3 separate regions of the Sus scrofa genome follow, and all the other regions are linked to region 1. The links are chromatin contacts, called in public Hi-C and HiChIP or PLAC-seq maps. All regions are on one chromosome and are shown on one strand. The core of a region is the stretch at or near the end of the contact, and the rest is flanking DNA. Distances in the headings are between cores, read along the strand shown. Region 1 holds the start of IYD (iodotyrosine deiodinase). Region 2 holds the start of LOC100521647 (NKG2D ligand 4-like). Region 3 holds the start of PPP1R14C (protein phosphatase 1 regulatory subunit 14C).

What was found. A called contact is a pair of places that touch in the nucleus more often than the background predicts. HiChIP or PLAC-seq counts read pairs in DNA pulled down with a chosen protein or histone mark.
Region 2: a contact with region 1 is called in an H3K27ac HiChIP or PLAC-seq map of skeletal muscle. The contact joins the promoter of LOC100521647 here to the promoter of IYD in region 1. A contact is called at or near these places in 1 of 5 promoter capture datasets (fetal skeletal muscle), 1 of 47 Hi-C or Micro-C datasets (embryonic fibroblasts) and 1 of 2 datasets of contacts at active chromatin or transcription factors (skeletal muscle).
Region 3: a Hi-C map of skeletal muscle shows a contact between it and region 1, with 2.0 times the contacts expected there. The contact joins the promoter of PPP1R14C here to the promoter of IYD in region 1. A contact is called at or near these places in 1 of 47 Hi-C or Micro-C datasets (skeletal muscle) and 1 of 2 datasets of contacts at active chromatin or transcription factors (skeletal muscle).

Annotation. Positions count from the first base shown.
Region 1 is chr1:15,776,005-15,781,139 of Sscrofa11.1, reverse strand. It overlaps IYD (iodotyrosine deiodinase), which reads left to right and starts at 1,993. Exons shown (of 5, transcript NM_214416.1): 1 at 1,993-2,175. The coding sequence starts at 1,998. LOC106508815 (a long non-coding RNA gene) reads right to left here and starts at 1,982. Exons shown (of 3, transcript XR_002342452.1): 1 at 1,892-1,982; 2 at 1,495-1,629; 3 at 935-1,224.
Region 2 is chr1:16,019,454-16,024,588 of Sscrofa11.1, reverse strand. It overlaps LOC100521647 (NKG2D ligand 4-like), which reads right to left and starts at 2,290. Exons shown (of 6, transcript XM_021086846.1): 1 at 1,860-2,290; 2 at 431-614. The coding sequence starts at 2,198.
Region 3 is chr1:15,947,580-15,952,714 of Sscrofa11.1, reverse strand. PPP1R14C (protein phosphatase 1 regulatory subunit 14C) reads left to right here and starts at 2,764. Exons shown (of 4, transcript XM_005659147.3): 1 at 2,764-3,201. The coding sequence starts at 2,896.

The DNA.
Region 1 (5,135 bases), core at 744-3,243:
AGGGAACTCCAGGTTTACGAACACTGAAAAAAATTTCCTCCCAGCTTCACACTTGAACTGAGATAAGTCTTTGGTGCAGACACAGGCACGTCCTGAATACTTGACAGGACTCTTGCTAAATGAACCCTGGGCAGAAAGGCTTGGGGGCACGTTGCTGGTACAAACCATCAGAACAGTGTTTTCTCACTCAGGGCCCCAGGGAGTCTCCGTCCTGAAAAGTTCTCTTTCACGTCATTGGACATGTGTATCCTGCACGTACACTGGCAGGGCGTTCCCAAAGCAGGAAGGGCACATGTCAGGGACAATCAATTCAACAGCAGCACTGGAAGTTAAAAGTCCTATGTGTGTCTTGGGAAAATGTGTTTTCGAGACGATGGCAACTCACAGTGTGGTCTGCAGACTGGCTCATGCAGCCACTCTTGAGGACCAAACACGAAATGAGACACGGAGCACACGCTAGACCGTAGATCAGGCAAATCAGCCGCATCGCTACCATACACACTCTAGAGGTCAGCTGACCTTCTTTCCTTCTGTCTTTATCTCTTTTCTTTTTTTTCAGCAAGAGTTTCTCAAGGAGGGGTACAGCGCATTGATTAAGTCCTGGCACAGGCTCTTTGAGTAGCACTGTCCCCAGTCACCCTGGGTTTGTCAAGACAGCACAAGCTTTATGTCCTCAGTGGAGTCAGGTCCTGTCTCAGACTGAATGAGGGACCCAGAGTGCACCTCTGTCATAACACTCGACGCGCTGTATTGTAATGCTCTTTTTTTTCTTTTTAGGGCCGCGCCCACAGCATACGGAGGTTCCTAGGCTAGGGGTCGAATCAGAGCTGTAGCCGCCGGCCTACCCCACAGTCACAGCAATGTCAGATCCAACCCACGTCTGCGACCTACACTACAGCTCATGGCAACGTTGGATCCTTAACCCACCGAGGGAGGCCAGGGATCGAACCCACAACCTCATGGTTCCTAGTTGGATTCATTTCGGCTGCACCTCGACGGGAACGCCTAGTATCTATTTTTTAACTACAAAAATAAATCGCACATGCAAAGCCATGAAAAAGAATGCAGTTCTGATACATGTCAAAACATGGATGAACCTTGAAATCCTTCCACTAAGTGGAAGAGGCAGCCCCCAAAAGACAAATACTGTATCATTCCAGTGACATGAGGTTCTTCGAGTGGTCAGATCATAGCAACGTGAAGTGGACGAGAGGTTATCAGGGGCTGTAGGAAGAGGAAGCGGGGGGTTATTGCTTAATGAGTAGAGAGTCTCAGTTTGAGATGATGAAGCAGTTTTGGGAAGAGTGGTAAGGGGTTATAACATTCTGAATGTACTGGGCACTTAAAGGGGGCCAGGAGGGTAGCTTCTGCAGGATTATATTTTATCACAATAAAAAGGTAGAAAAAAATAGCACATGCGAGTTGAAAAAAATTTCAAATAATGCTCGGACTTCCCGTGTGGCTCGCAGTGAACTTCAAATAATGCCGACTCACCTGTGAGTGGGAGACCTGAGCGAGCTCTTGCCCCAGTGTCCGAAAGCACAGGGGACTCTCCCAGGAGGCTTGGTAACCACTCAGATGGGGCGGGAGCTTGGCTGAGAATGGGCCACTCCAGCTGCTTCCTCGCTCCTGGCAAGTGGAGGACACATTGCTGTTCAAGAGGAAGCCTGGCTCCCTTCCACCACGGCTGCCAAGATCTAGTGCCTCCCCGTGTCGCCTCGGATCCTGGCAATTATTGTCTAAGGATAGATTGACTGAGCACACAGTTTAACCAAGGGCAGGAGCCCGTTCCCAGCCCCACCACACACCCCGATGCACACGGCTGTGATCTTTGCTCCTTTGCCAAGTCCTGGGAGAGTCAGCGTTCATCCCGTTCCCGCCCCAGGCTCACCTCTCCGTGCCTTCACTCCGACTCCCGGCATTCCCCACTGCCGTCCCTGTTTGTTTAAATACCAGCCTGGGAAGGATGGGCACCGGTCGGGATCGGCCTCACCACCATGTTTCTTCTGACTCCAGTCTTGGTAGCCGTTGTCTGCATTTTGATGGTGTGGATCTTTAAAAATGCTGATGGAGCCACCAAGAGAAGGGAAGAGGAGCCTCGAGCCAGGGCTGAGGCTCGACCCTGGGTGGATGAAGACTTGAAAGACAGCACTGATGTCCTCCAGGTGGAGGAAGGTAAGGATCCCGGCCAAACTGCTCCGGCTCCCCCGTCTGTATCTTTATGATGAGGACAAATGGATGGCGGGGCTGATGGAGAGGAAGAAACATAGGCAGGTCAGTTTCATCATCAGCCTCTATCGCACAAAGGAATTAGTGTGTGGCAGAGACCATTCGTTTCTCTTGGGTGGTCTTCCTGCCACCTGCTGGCACCAACTCCTCCTTTCTTCCTGGCTGCTCGAGAAAGAGCTGGTGAGGGGCTGATGTTTTCTCTAGCTCCAGTCCTGCCCTGGCTGCTAAAATCTTTCTGAAGGGGCACATCAGAGACTGGGGTGGCCATGGATTTAGTAGTCAGGTGGTTGTTGTTGTTGTTTGCTTTTTTAGGGGAGCACCTGTGGCATATGGAGGTTCCCAGGCTAGGGGTCCGATTGGAGCTGCAGCTGCCAGCCTATGCCACAGCCTCAGCCGTGCAGGATCCAAGCCAAGGCTATGACCTACACCACAACTCACGGCAAGGCTGGATCCTTAACCCACTGAGCATGATCTGAGATTGAACCTACATCCTCATGGGTGCTAGTCAGGTTTGTAACCTGCTGAGCCACAGCGGGAACTGCTGGTAGTCAGGTTTGGATGAAGAACTTGACATTTAAAAATGGCATCTACCTAGGGGCTCCCTACTTCTCCTTGTACCTGGCATGCGGGTTAGAGATGAGTGGCCGCCGTCCTCAAAGCTGAGTGTCCAGTTCAGCAGACAAGGCCATAAGACAGGCGAGGGATTGGATGGAAGTGATTATAAGGTGTTTTGAGAAGGCTTGGGGATGCAGTGGGGCAGTTAGAAAAAGGCTGAACCAGGCTGGGTGGATCCATAGAATAGGAATAGCAAGAGGCTAAGAGGAGCAGAGTGAGCACGAGTGCAGGGCTGGGAACCCCGGGAAAGACACTGAGAAGATGGGAGGACTCAGAAGGGGATGAAAACAAGGGGGGAATTGAGGGCAGGCCTGGGCCTGGTTGGCCTGAGAAAGAGGAGGCGAGGGAGGAGAGAGGAAGTGACAGGTTCTTGGGGGCCTTGAGTAGCCCGTGTTTGAGGTTTACCGGAGGTGGTTGGTGGGGAGGATTCAATTTGGAAGAGGCTCCAGTGCCTCTCCGCTGGAGCTGTGATGCTTCCACCCTCCCACCAACAGAGGCCACCTGGAAGTGTGCATGCGTGTGCGTGGGCACGTGTGCATGTGCTCGCGGGTTCGTCCTAATCTCGGGATTGGGGGTGGGGCCAGCCATGCTGAATGTACTGCCCAGGATCCGGGCCGAGGCAGCTCTGAGCAGGGCTGCCTCCTTCTCTGCCACGCTGAGGGATCTGCCCCCGAAGGGCAGTCAGCCTACCTGAGACGCACGTCCCCTGATGGAGGGGAAACCCACTGAGAAGCTGGTAATGAACCATTCTGGCCTCGATGGGCTGCGTGGTGGTGGCAGTGGGAGGCAGAGGAGGGAGGAGATGGGCGGGAAAGTAAAGGAAGGACGACAGAGCCTGGAAACAAATGAGAGGTTGGGAGAAGCTGGGCGTCTGGTTTTGAGACTGGGAGCCTCAGAAGGACACGCTCACGGGTGAGGGAAGTGGATCTGGTTTAAGGGAAGGACACCCAGTGTCGTGCAGGCCACCGGAGGTCTGAGAGGACAGGGGACCATGGGAGCAGAAAGCCAGGGAGGTTTCGAAGGGAGGGACCCTGGACATAGTCTCCAGCACAGGGTGATGCTTGGAACTTGGAAAACTAATGAATCCCCTCCGTGGACTGCTAGAGAAGAAGGCTGAGGATTGAACTTGGTGGAAGCAACTTCAGATGAGAGGATTTAGGAGTTCCTGTTGTGGCTCAGTGGGTTAAGGACCTGATATTGTCTCTGTGAGGATGTGGGTTTCATCCCTGGCCTTGCTCAGTGGCTTAAGGATCTGGTGTTGCTGCCCGCTGTGGTGTAGGCCTCAGCTGCAGCCATTTAAAAAATATAATATAAAATTTAAAAAGAGGAATTGACATGGGAAGAGTGGACACAGAAAAGAAGGCCTGGGAAAGGAGGGCCAGGCTGGTTGCTCAGTTGTCAGAGGCTGAAGTCAGGCCATGATGGGAGTACTCAGCCCACGGAAACAGGCAAGCGCTGTAAACCAGGGCTCTTTTCCCCTCTTCTCAGAGAGGGCACACTGCTGACAAAAATACTGTGTAAGGTCAGCGTTCGACTGTGTTCACAGAGCATGTGATCAGCATAGCTTTCCTTTGCTGCAGGAAGCAATCGATTCCATTGCACCCTCACCTTTCGTAAGCTTTTGACACCCACTCATGCATACTGCTTTTAAAAGGCCGACTTACCACGACTGCCGTAAGACATGGTTCTAGGATGAAGGACAGACAAATTCAAATTCAGATGAGAGATTAGGGAGAAGAAAGGGCTTGGGAACATTGCCCTTGGAATCGGGCAATGTTTGGGGTTCTGCGTGGGTTCTGCTAGGGAAGAGCGAAGGTCTCGATAGGACCCGGGGGCCCCACAAGAGGTGACACGGTTCAGATAACAAGTTGAGTCCACTTTACCTGGGATCGTGTTGCCTTTTTCAGGGGCTTTCCATCTGGACACCCTCAGAGTCTCCAGCTCCCGTCCACCCCGGCTGCTGCTGGTGAAATAATCTATACGGCAGCCACAGGTTCACACAGAAAGCAGAGGGATGGCTGAGGCAGTTGAGGAAGAGATGCTTCTTGGGTCAGGTGTCGAGCCCTGAAATTGCTCCCATCACCACCTTCAGAATCTGTCTCCTGCGAGAGCTGTGCGACCCCGAGCCTTATGAGTATTGCTGCTCAAGGCTCTCCAAAAATTGCAAGGAGGAAACAGCATGACGTGACATCCACTGGCCTTGTAGTTTCAGAGCTAGAAAATATTCGGCCCACTGGCAAGGATCTTGAAGTAGAATTGCGGAAACACAAAAGCAATTTATGCAGCGATGC
Region 2 (5,135 bases), core at 1,041-3,540, 240 kb before region 1:
GGGAGAGGCTGGGAGGCCACTATGATCCCAACACATATACAAAATGTTACCAGGAAGCTTCACCTGACAAATGTTTTTAGTCCGTGTAACAACTGAGGTTCCAAAAGTATAACATAATTATCCTCCAGGGACTTAAAATTTGTATGAAGAGACAAAAGTTTCAAAAAGGGAAAAAAGACACCATGGCACATATGCTACATTCATAATGGGTCCAGGTACTCAGGAAAGGCTTCTGGGGATAGAAGGTGGCACTTGTCAGGACAGGGAGAGCTGTCGCATGAACATAGGACCAGGGACAGTGCTTTAGGCTGGGTCCCTGAATACTGGCTGTAAGTGACATCACTGTCCTCCTAAGAAGAGGTGGACAGGCAACCACCTGCCAGGAACCCCCCCACCCGCCTGCCAGGTCTCCAGATCCCAGGACACTCACAGCGCAGAGTCTCCCCGGGTTTTAGCAGCAGCAGCAGTGTCAGCAAAAGTAGACCTGTAGTGTGAGTCAGTGACATTCCCCGCAGCAGTCTCAGGAGACTAGCCAGAAAAAAGGAGCCTGGGCTGTGTCTACACTTCCACCACGGAGTACCTTCCAAAGTCTTTTGTCCAAGCCTGAGGAAGCCCTATTATTGTACAACAATGTAAAAAAACAATTAGACCAGGGACGTTTTGCAAGTTTGCAAGTTTGCAAAATGTAATTCCTCATTAAAAAAAAAAAAGACCTTAAAAACAAAATTCACTTAACTTTCCTCCACCCCTCCCCCACCCCACCCCCCTTTGCAGAGTGAGCTACACTGTGGAGGTTCTGTGAGCTCCCCCTCCCTGATTTCCGCCCCCCAGCCCGCACCGCCCCGCAACTTCCTCTTCCAAACCTTCCCGCTGACGTCCTCTCCTGCTGCTCCTCCCACCGCTTCCTTGGCCTCCTCCAGTGGCCAGGGCTCCCATCTCCTGGTCTGTGTGCCCAGATTTTCTCCCACCTCCAGTCTCCCACTCCTAACCTCTCCAACTTTCTCTCTAATAATTAAGATTCACTCTCACCAAGCACAGCCCAGTGTTAATCCGACTCATTGCAGACACAGCGAACCTGGCCTGCCCTCAAAGGTGAGTGTACAGTAGGTCCAACCAGCCTGTTGGAGCCAAGACTGAACAAAAGCCGAGGTTCTGGTTATTACCAGCGTCAGTTCGCCTGAACTTTGCAAACTCCTCCCGTAGGAGAAAATGGCCCCATGAAAAGGTAGAACGGAGAGACCCCGGCCATGAGGACTAAGCCAAGTCCAGCCAACTGCCCCCACCACCCCTCCTCCACACACCTGCTTCTGTAAACTTGTTTCTGCATCTACTACCTTGCCTGACCTCACTCCAGTCCCACCAGCCAAGCACGGACCGGCAAGGGGTAGCCCATAAAAGCCTTGTGAAACCCCTCTTCGGGGCTCAGGCTCCGGAGAGCGATCTCCACTGAGCCCGGCTGTGTCATAAACCTGAGTTCTCCAACTCTCCATGCTCACACCAGGTAAAAGCTGAGACACTGCGGCCACAGAGCTGCTGGAGTTGATACGCTACACCCACAGGGCTGTCGCCAGAGCTGATACGCACACTCCAAGCCCCTGGGAGAAGCTCGGCCAAAGCCAAGCTGCATAAATTTCAACCTGCTGCCCCTACCACCTCCTCCCCAGAGGTACCCCCAACCTTCGCACTCTCCCCACCCCCACCTTCTGCCCCTCACCCCCGCCATCCGCCGCCCAGGTGGGCCAAAAACCCCAGTCTCGCAGCCGGCGACTTTGGGACGGCGGGATAAGAGCAGGACCCCCCCCGGAGGCGATCTGCCCTGAGGTCTAACACACACCGATGCCCTCTCCTTCCCTGCTCACCCGTCTCTGGGCTCTGAGGCCTGCGGTCGGTGGGGCGCGGTCCTCCGCCCGGGAGGCCTGGGGCCCGCCTAGAGCCTCCCGGAGGCTAAGAGCATCCCCGTCGGGGTGTGTCCGCCCAGTGCTGCCCTCACGGGTTAGGAGATCGTAGGTGTTTGGATCCACGAGAAAAGTTCCGAGAACTCCCTCCTCGGGGTTTCCGTTTCCACCCCTTAATCGTCTCTCGATTTCTGGCGTCCCCGGCTGCGGCTGCAAAGCGGCCCCTTGGCCGAGGTCTCTGCGCTCAGAGACCACGCTCAGGGAGGGATCCGGTGTCGGCGTCTCTGAGTTCGAAGTGCTCATGGTGCGAGCGCGCCGGTTCCTTCCTCCTTCCCACTTGGGCAGGACTTTGGGCGGGGACTGGACAGACGAGCTATTTCTGGAGGATTCCTCTCTCGCCGGACAATTAGAACTTGTCCCCAGGGCACAGCTCGCCTTCCGACCTCCCTTCGGCGGGAGGAGTCGGGCGCACGTCACAGTTCGCTACTCCCACTTTCCGAACCCGCAGGCGGCGCCTGCCTTGTCTACCCTGCTACCCCCCACCACGCTTCCGAAACCGACTTTGCTTCCTACCGAGCTGGCAGCCACCACAAATCAGTCGTTCTCGGATGGACTCCGTGTCAGTCCGACGAAATAAATAGATAAAATAAAAATAAAAGTACCTGGCACCGGTCATCTAAATTCTTCTTCTGTCTGTCCCTCCCCCCTTTCAGCTCCTTTGATCTCACAGTGATGACTTTCTAGATTGTCTGTGATCAAGGCCAGAACAGGTCATCGGGAGCAGGACACCACCCACCCTCTCTAGGGCGCTGCTCTTCTATCGCGCTCCGATCTTGAACTTGAGCACTCACCACCGACCGCACAGGTATTCCGCAGCCCACATCCATCCCAACTACTCACTTCACACTGCCACCCACACTGAGGCTGTGTTGTGTATTGGCTGCATCTTATCTCACAGGTCAGATTAAGGCTCTTTTCTTTTCTCTTCTTTTTCAGCTGCTGGGGGCATAGGGAGTTCCAGGGACCTGAACCCAAGCCGCTGAAATGCCAGATACTTAACCTGCTGCTGCACTGGACAATTCCCACTTGCTTATGACTTTAAGTTGTCTTAATCCAGTTTTTTGTCTGTGTGTGTGGGGGGGGGAATGTGCGCGCGCGCGCGTGCTTTTTAGGGCCACACTCGCGGCATATGGAAGTTCCCAGGCTAGGGGTCCAATGGGAGCCACAGCCACGGGGGCGGGGGGGGGGGTTCCAAGCTGCAACTGCGATGCGCGCCACAGCTCACAGCAACGCTGGATCTACGACCCACTGAGCAAGGCCAGGGATGGAACCCGCATCCTCATGGATACTGGTCGGATTTGTTTCCACTGAGCCACAAAGGGAACTCCCTAGTCCACTTGTTTATGACAAAGACCCACAAGCTGGTTTTAGAAGAAAAGCTGTTTTGAAACAAGAATGATGTAAGATGTGTCAGGATAACGTCATCTCATCCGTTGCGGTTCACAAGCCCTTAGCAGCTTATGAAGTTACTCGACGATGACTGCCTCGCCCAGGTAGGAATAGCTGTCCCACGGGGCTCCTCTGGCAGCCGGTCATGAGAACATGTGGAGAAGCCGCTGTGACAGAGGGACCCTTACACTATAAATAGCGAGAGTTAGAATTTCAGTGTGGGCGAAAGCAGATCTAGCTTCCTGGAGGTCTTGACATGCTTGTTTCTGCCTGGGCCAGGCTCCTCCAGGTGGGCACGGGAATCAAAGAGGTGCAGCAGCCTCAGGAAGAGAAGGGACAGCTATCCCTACCTGGGCGAGGCACTCGTCGTCGTCGAATAACTTCCTACATTTCCTCCGTGCAACCTGCCAGTCTGCAATCCTTGCGCCTTCTCATTCGGCCACAAAGGGGTTTTGTTTTTCATTTCACGCTGGCGGGCGAAAGTCAGCAACCGATACCCTCCTACCCAACCCCGGTATTGGTCAAGCCGGCATTTCCCCGCTCCCGAGGAACCGTCAAATAAAAGATACACTTCACCTGACTTTGGACTTTATTTCTGTCATCTCCACTTGCCTAGAACATTATTGTAGTTTATCTACCATTTCTGTGTAGAATATGTCATCTCTTTATAGGCTAATGAAGCGACATTAACCTGCATGTGATTCGCTTGTGAAATTCCCGAGGTAAACCCATGTTAAATAAAGGATTGGTCGCAATCTCTGAGCCTCAGGTGCCCCCCTTGCGCTCAAACAAAATACTCCCCATCTGCACAGACTCAGCCCCAGCCTTAGAGGGGGGCACGGGTTTCTCCTCGCTAGTGCTTTCAACTATCTGCCTTTTTATGCACAAGAACTAGCTCTCTGCGGTTTGGATTTGCATTTCCAAGCCCATCCTCCCAGACTAATATTGAGCCCTTTTCAAGTGTTTATTGGCCATCTGTATACTTTAGAGAAGTGTCTATTCAAATTCTTTGCTTCAATTTAATGCCTTTATATAATTGCGTGAGTTTTTATATATTCTTGATACTAGTCACTTACCACAAATATTTGCAAATATTTTCTCGTATTCCGTAGGTTGTTTTTCACCTTTTGAATTTTCTTTTGTATTTTAGTTTTATTGAAGTATACTTTTTTTTGTTTTGTTTTTTGTTTTTTGTCTTTTCGCCTTTTTTCTATGGTCACTTCTGAGACATACGGAGATTCCCAGGCTAGGGGTCTAATCGGAGCTGTAGCAGCTGGCCTACGCCAGAGCCACAGCAACAAGGGATCCGAGCCGCATCTGCAACCTACACGGCAGCGCTGGATCCTTAACCCGCTGAGCAAGGCCAGGGATTGAACCTGTAACCTCATGGTTCCTAGTCGGATTCGTTAACCACTGCGCCAGGACGGGAACTCCCTATTGAGGTATTGTTGATTTTCAAGGTTGTGATAATTTCTGCTGTACAAAAAGTGATTCAGACATTCATTCGCTTTCAGATTCTTTTCCCACATAGATTATCACCAAATACTAAGTAGAATGCTTTGTGCGCTACATGTGGAAAGTAACACAACGTCTTTTCTATCAAAGGAAATCTTGGTGACTCCATTTTGCTCCGGTTTCGCCTTCCTGCGACCCCCACCCCTCCCCTTTCCCCCTTCTCCCAGTAACAATGTGTTTCAAATTAGCCAACCGGGAAGAGGGTGCGCCCCGACCTGACCCCTGGGAAGGGGGCAGGTGCATCACCTGCGTTGGGGATAAAGAGGGGAGGGTCCT
Region 3 (5,135 bases), core at 1,515-4,014, 170 kb before region 1:
CTGTGGATAATTCCCTTGTTCCCAAATATTTTGTCTTCAGTACTTGAAATCTGCAAAAACAGGAATTCTCGTCTCCATCAGGATTTGATCTTTTGAGTTTTGATTATTCATACATGGAGTTAAGTGTGTGTGTGCGTGCGTGCATATTTGTGGTGGGAGTGGGGAGCTGTGGAGTTCAATTCACATGTAAATTATGTCTTGGGTGGAGCTTTGGATTTCAACTCCTAATTTGGAGTCAGGGTGACTCATTTTGCACATCTGAAGGTCAGTGTACCCTAGGAGAGAGACTGACTCCTCCCTGGCTTGCTTGTCTACAAGTTAGGATGCCCCAAACTCTAAATTTCTTCTTAAATGTCTCTTGGTACTTGTTATTTTCTAAGTCATCAGTGAAAAGTGAATTTTAAGCATCAAGGCAAAAGCATCTTATTCAGAGAGCAAAAAAAAAAAAAAAAAAAAAAAAAAAAAAACGGACAAGAGACATTCTCAGAAAGAACTTAGTGAATTTTTATAAATCCTTTGAAGTTATTCTTGAATGACTGAACTCATTGTCCCAAGACTCGAAGGAAGGAGTTGGAATTTCCCACACTTTGCCACACTCCTGGGTCATAGGCACAATTTTCAAAGTAATTGGTAGAGCCAAGCCCCAGCGCCCGAATGAGGCCGAGATTTTATATAGTTGCTCCTTCATTAATATTTTAGCTGCCTTGTTTTGATTGAAATTCTCCGGGTTGGTCCAGTTGGGTAAAGCTGGTGCTAGCAACTTGGATGAGTGCCAGCTCTCCAGAGGGAGACGGGCTCATTCAGTCCCTGGAGACTCTATGTGATGGCTGCCCTCCCTCCTCCTCCTTCCTCCTCCTCCTCCTCCTCCTGGCTGACAAAGTCCCATATTGTTGAGGTGCTTGTCCTCTTGGCTATGCGAACAAGGTTTAAAATGATCTACCCCTAAGGCAGGTGGGAGTAGAGGTGATGTGGAGAGTTCCCATCAATCTCTAGGAGCCAATCAGGGTCGTTCCATTTCCCTTCTTTGTGAAAGGAAAGGTCTGGTGGGGAGTGCCCATTGAGCCTCAGCGAAAAGAACCTGCTTTGTATCCATGAGGATGCGGGTTCAATCCCAGGCCTCGCTCAGTGGGTTAAGGATCCAGTGTTGCCATGAGCTGTGGTGTACGTCAAAGATATGGCTTGGATCTGGCGTTGCTGTGGCTGCAGCTCCAATGCAGCCCCTAGCCTGGGAACTTCTTTATGCTTCAGCCTTGAGCCTTTCTAATTTTGAGAGGGAGCCACCTTATTTCACACAATTCTCACTAGAATTTTCCTTTCAGTCGTCAAGGCCAGTCCTGTCCTGCTATTGAGCTTCAGGCATGGAACACGGGAAAATCCCTTCTCAGTCAGGTTCTGGCTGGAAAGCCACCTCAGCTGAAGAAATAAAGCAGACACAGGCAGGGATGTGAGTGAAAAAGACCAGGGCAGCAGTTGCAGAGACAAAGGAGGCAGGACAAAGCTCCTGGCTACTTTTATTTTCGGTGTCTTTGTAGCTGTGAGTCTAGGAGCCCACATAAAATCCTCTCCATCAGGAGAAAGTGTTCAGAGGAAATTGTGATTCTTTTTTATCTCTGAGAAACTTATTTAAGTAACTGCTAGGAATCTTTACCAGATTAAAAACCTTCATAAAAGCTACTTACTTGTGTTTGAACATTTTTGTGGTTTCCTTCATTTGCCGGAACAGAAAAATATTGGTACATAGAACAGAAATATATTAGCATCTGCATATAATTTTGCGCCCATACACCTGTCGTTTTCTGTTTTATAACTTCTCCATCTCCTTGCCCTAAACCTTAAAATAAGCTCATTCATTTGTAACTCTCCTTGGCTGTATGATGTTTTAAACGCAGTGCTGCTGCTTTCCCAGCTAAAAGGTGTTTGTTTGGAAACGGTAAGGAGAGAGAAAGACTAGCTCTGCAGGGAATACAATACTAGAAATAAGACCAGTAACCGCCGCTGACTCTTAGAGAAATGTTTGCTGTCAGTACCTTAGCCCGAGAGATGATCAAGCCTTCTGCCCTTTAGCTATAAGCCCTTTAGCTATAAGGAATGCTCTCCCTATGAGGAAACAAGACATCATGTAGGGGGAGAAAAACTGGCCTGAAGAGAATTTCTCAGGCGCAGTGATTGCTGGATTGCTCAAACACTGCCTTGTCAATTTTTCTCACAATCCAAGAGCGGAAGTGGCATGCAGAGGAACGGGTGTTTAGAGAGGCGGGGTGGGGCCGGGAGGGGAGGAAACACTTCCCCGCCATCCTTGGAGGCGGTAGGGGAGGTAAACCTATGCGCGGAACCTCCCGCGCGGTCCCTTCCCGCGTCCCCCGCCCCGGTGGTCGCCTATCCTCGGCAGCGCTGGCCGAGGCGCGAGAGGTGGCGGGTTGCCTGCGCTTGGGGACGGCGGGAGGAGCGCAATCCTCGTGTCTCGGAGGACGGGACACGGTCACCTGCGCGAAGGACCGCCCCTGGCACCGGACCCAAACCCGTCTCTCCGTGTCTACACCCAAGCGCCCGCGGGTGTCTGCGCGCACACATCCCGGCTCCCGCGCGCGCAACTCCCACGCCCCGGGCCCGCTGCCTGCCAGGCGCCAGATCCGCCTCCCGGGCTGGATCGAGAGGGTCCTCAGCGGCGTCTTTAAGGCTGCGGACCCCGCCCCTCCCTCCTCCCAGACCTCCCCCGCCCGCGCTCCTCCCTGTCGCCGCGGCTCCTCCCGACCTCCCCACGCGCAGACGGCGTCGCGGAGCAGGTGCTGGCGAGCCCCGCGCATGCCGCTGCCTGGCCCGAGGTGGTAGCGGCGCCCGGCGCGCTCCGCCCGCCTCTCCTTCGGGCCGCACTCGGGCTCCGGCGCGCGCGGGGACATGTCGGTGGCGACGGGCAGCAACGAGGCGGCCGGCGGGGCCGGTGGCGGCGGCGCGCGGGTTTTCTTCCAGAGCCCCCGGGGCGGCGCGGGCGGCAGCCCGGGCTCGAGCAGCGGCTCGGGCTCCTCCCGGGAGGACTCGGCGCCGGTGGCCACGGCGGTTGCTACCGGGCAGGTTCAGCAGCAGCAGCAGCGGCGCCACCAGCAAGGAAAAGTGACAGTGAAATACGATCGCAAGGAGCTTCGGAAGCGGCTGGTGCTGGAGGAGTGGATCGTGGAGCAACTGGGACAGCTGTACGGCTGCGAGGTACCTGGGAGAGGGGCCTGGAGGGACCCGGGCTGCTAACACAGGAATTCTCCCCGGCCGGCTCCTTGCCGCGCTGGCTCCTGGGGACCCAGGGCTGGAAACTCGTTCTCTCTTCAGGGTGCCCTCTGGTGCCAGGGCGCAGCGATTGGGACGCCCCACCTGGGTTCAGCTGCGGGGTGCCTGGAGAGCTGTGGACCCCCTTGATGGCCGTGGGGAGGGTCGTTCTTGCTCAGCGCTTTGCATTTCTCCGGGCCCTGGGAGCTTCTCGGCTGCAGCGGCAGATACCTGAAGTGGGGGCTCGAAGGGATTCACCCCAGCTGTGCGCAAGCCCACGAAAACATCACTCACCTTTGGGATCCTGGCAGCCCTGAATTTCGTGGGGAGGGAGCAGAGAAAATGCTGAAAGCTGCTTAACGGAAAGGAGAGGTTCTGGAGATCTTAGGGGCCCCCCTGGATTCCTGAAATAATACATTAAGATCATGAGCTGAACACTTTCCCTTTTCCAGCCAGCCCCGACGCGTGTCCCCATAATTCGTCCTTGCATTACCCAAGCTGCACACGTTGGGCTTTGTTGAAGCAGCTTTCTTTTCTTTCTTTCTTTTTTTTTTTTTTTTCCCTCTCCAATTTCAGTGACTCCTGTCGACTGGCGCAGAATGAGAGCCTTGGGCAACCTGGAAGAGTGCCTGGGTGGAAGGAAGGGAGCCTGCGGGTGGTGTGCCGGGGCCCTGACATCCCCCAACTCCCCCTCCAATGCCACATTTACTTCCCACAATCAGGGGCTAAGCTTACCGCAAGTCTGACTGTCGTGTATACATTTGATATCAGGAGAAATATTTAGAATGTACTGTAATGGACATATGTGGTAGAAAAATGACCAAAGTTGAAAGGACCTCCAATGAGAGTCTTTAATGACAGGAAGTGTAAATGAAGTATTCTGCTTCTCTAAGGGAGTGGAGTTTGGAAAGGGTAGCAAGATGAAGAGGAATAATAATTAAGGATATGGCTTCTGAGTTAACGCTAGGGTTGTGTCCATAGGGCTGTTGGCCTCTTCAGCAAACACGAAAGCCAGATGAACCCACTGGCTTCTCCACTGGTTTGGATTTCACACATTTTATGGCCTATTATGAAGACATGTTTTCCTGAACATTCTCATGCGCAAGGAAACAGCATTCTCATTACAGACTCCTGATGAATGATTATGATATAATGAAGCCTGACTGTATGACTAATGGGCTTGTAAAAAAATATATATTGTTTCTCCAGCCCAGCTCTTATAAAAAGCCATTTTAATTGCATAAATAAAAACTAGCCCAAATAGGAGGCGTTTATGGGATTTTTTAAAAATAGGAAGTTGGCCAAACTCTTTAAAGAGTCAATATATTGAATTTAGATGGCATTGCTGCGGGATGGATGGCTGTGCTCAGCCTTGCCTCCGTGAGTCCAGTTACTTTTCATTTATTTCAAACTGGTCTTTATACTCCATTTTGGGTTTGGAGAAGACTTGGATTAATAGAGAAACTATTGTTGAAATTAACAATGCTTTAGCAATGCTCTTTCATGAGAGACTAATGAGATACAGCTTGGGAAAGAGTTCCAGCCCTTCAGCAGTTTCACAAATCATATATTTAAAAAAGTCTTCTGAATAATTGGGGAAAAAAATGAAAGACTGAGTGCTCACTATATTACACATGTAGGGTAGGTAGCTATTTTAAAGAATGAACATGACCTTGAACCTTTCCCTTGTACTTCGCTTCCCCGGTTTCAGACCTCGGTGTATGGCAGACAGCTAGAGATTTGAGAGGTTTTTGTGGGAAAATGACACAAGATGCCATAGGCTGCCTGCGTGTCATTAGAATGTGCCAAGTTATTCCTCTTCGAGTGGTGTGTTCTGTCATTTTTGGCTGAAGAAATATAAGTCATTGAGGAGGTTGTTG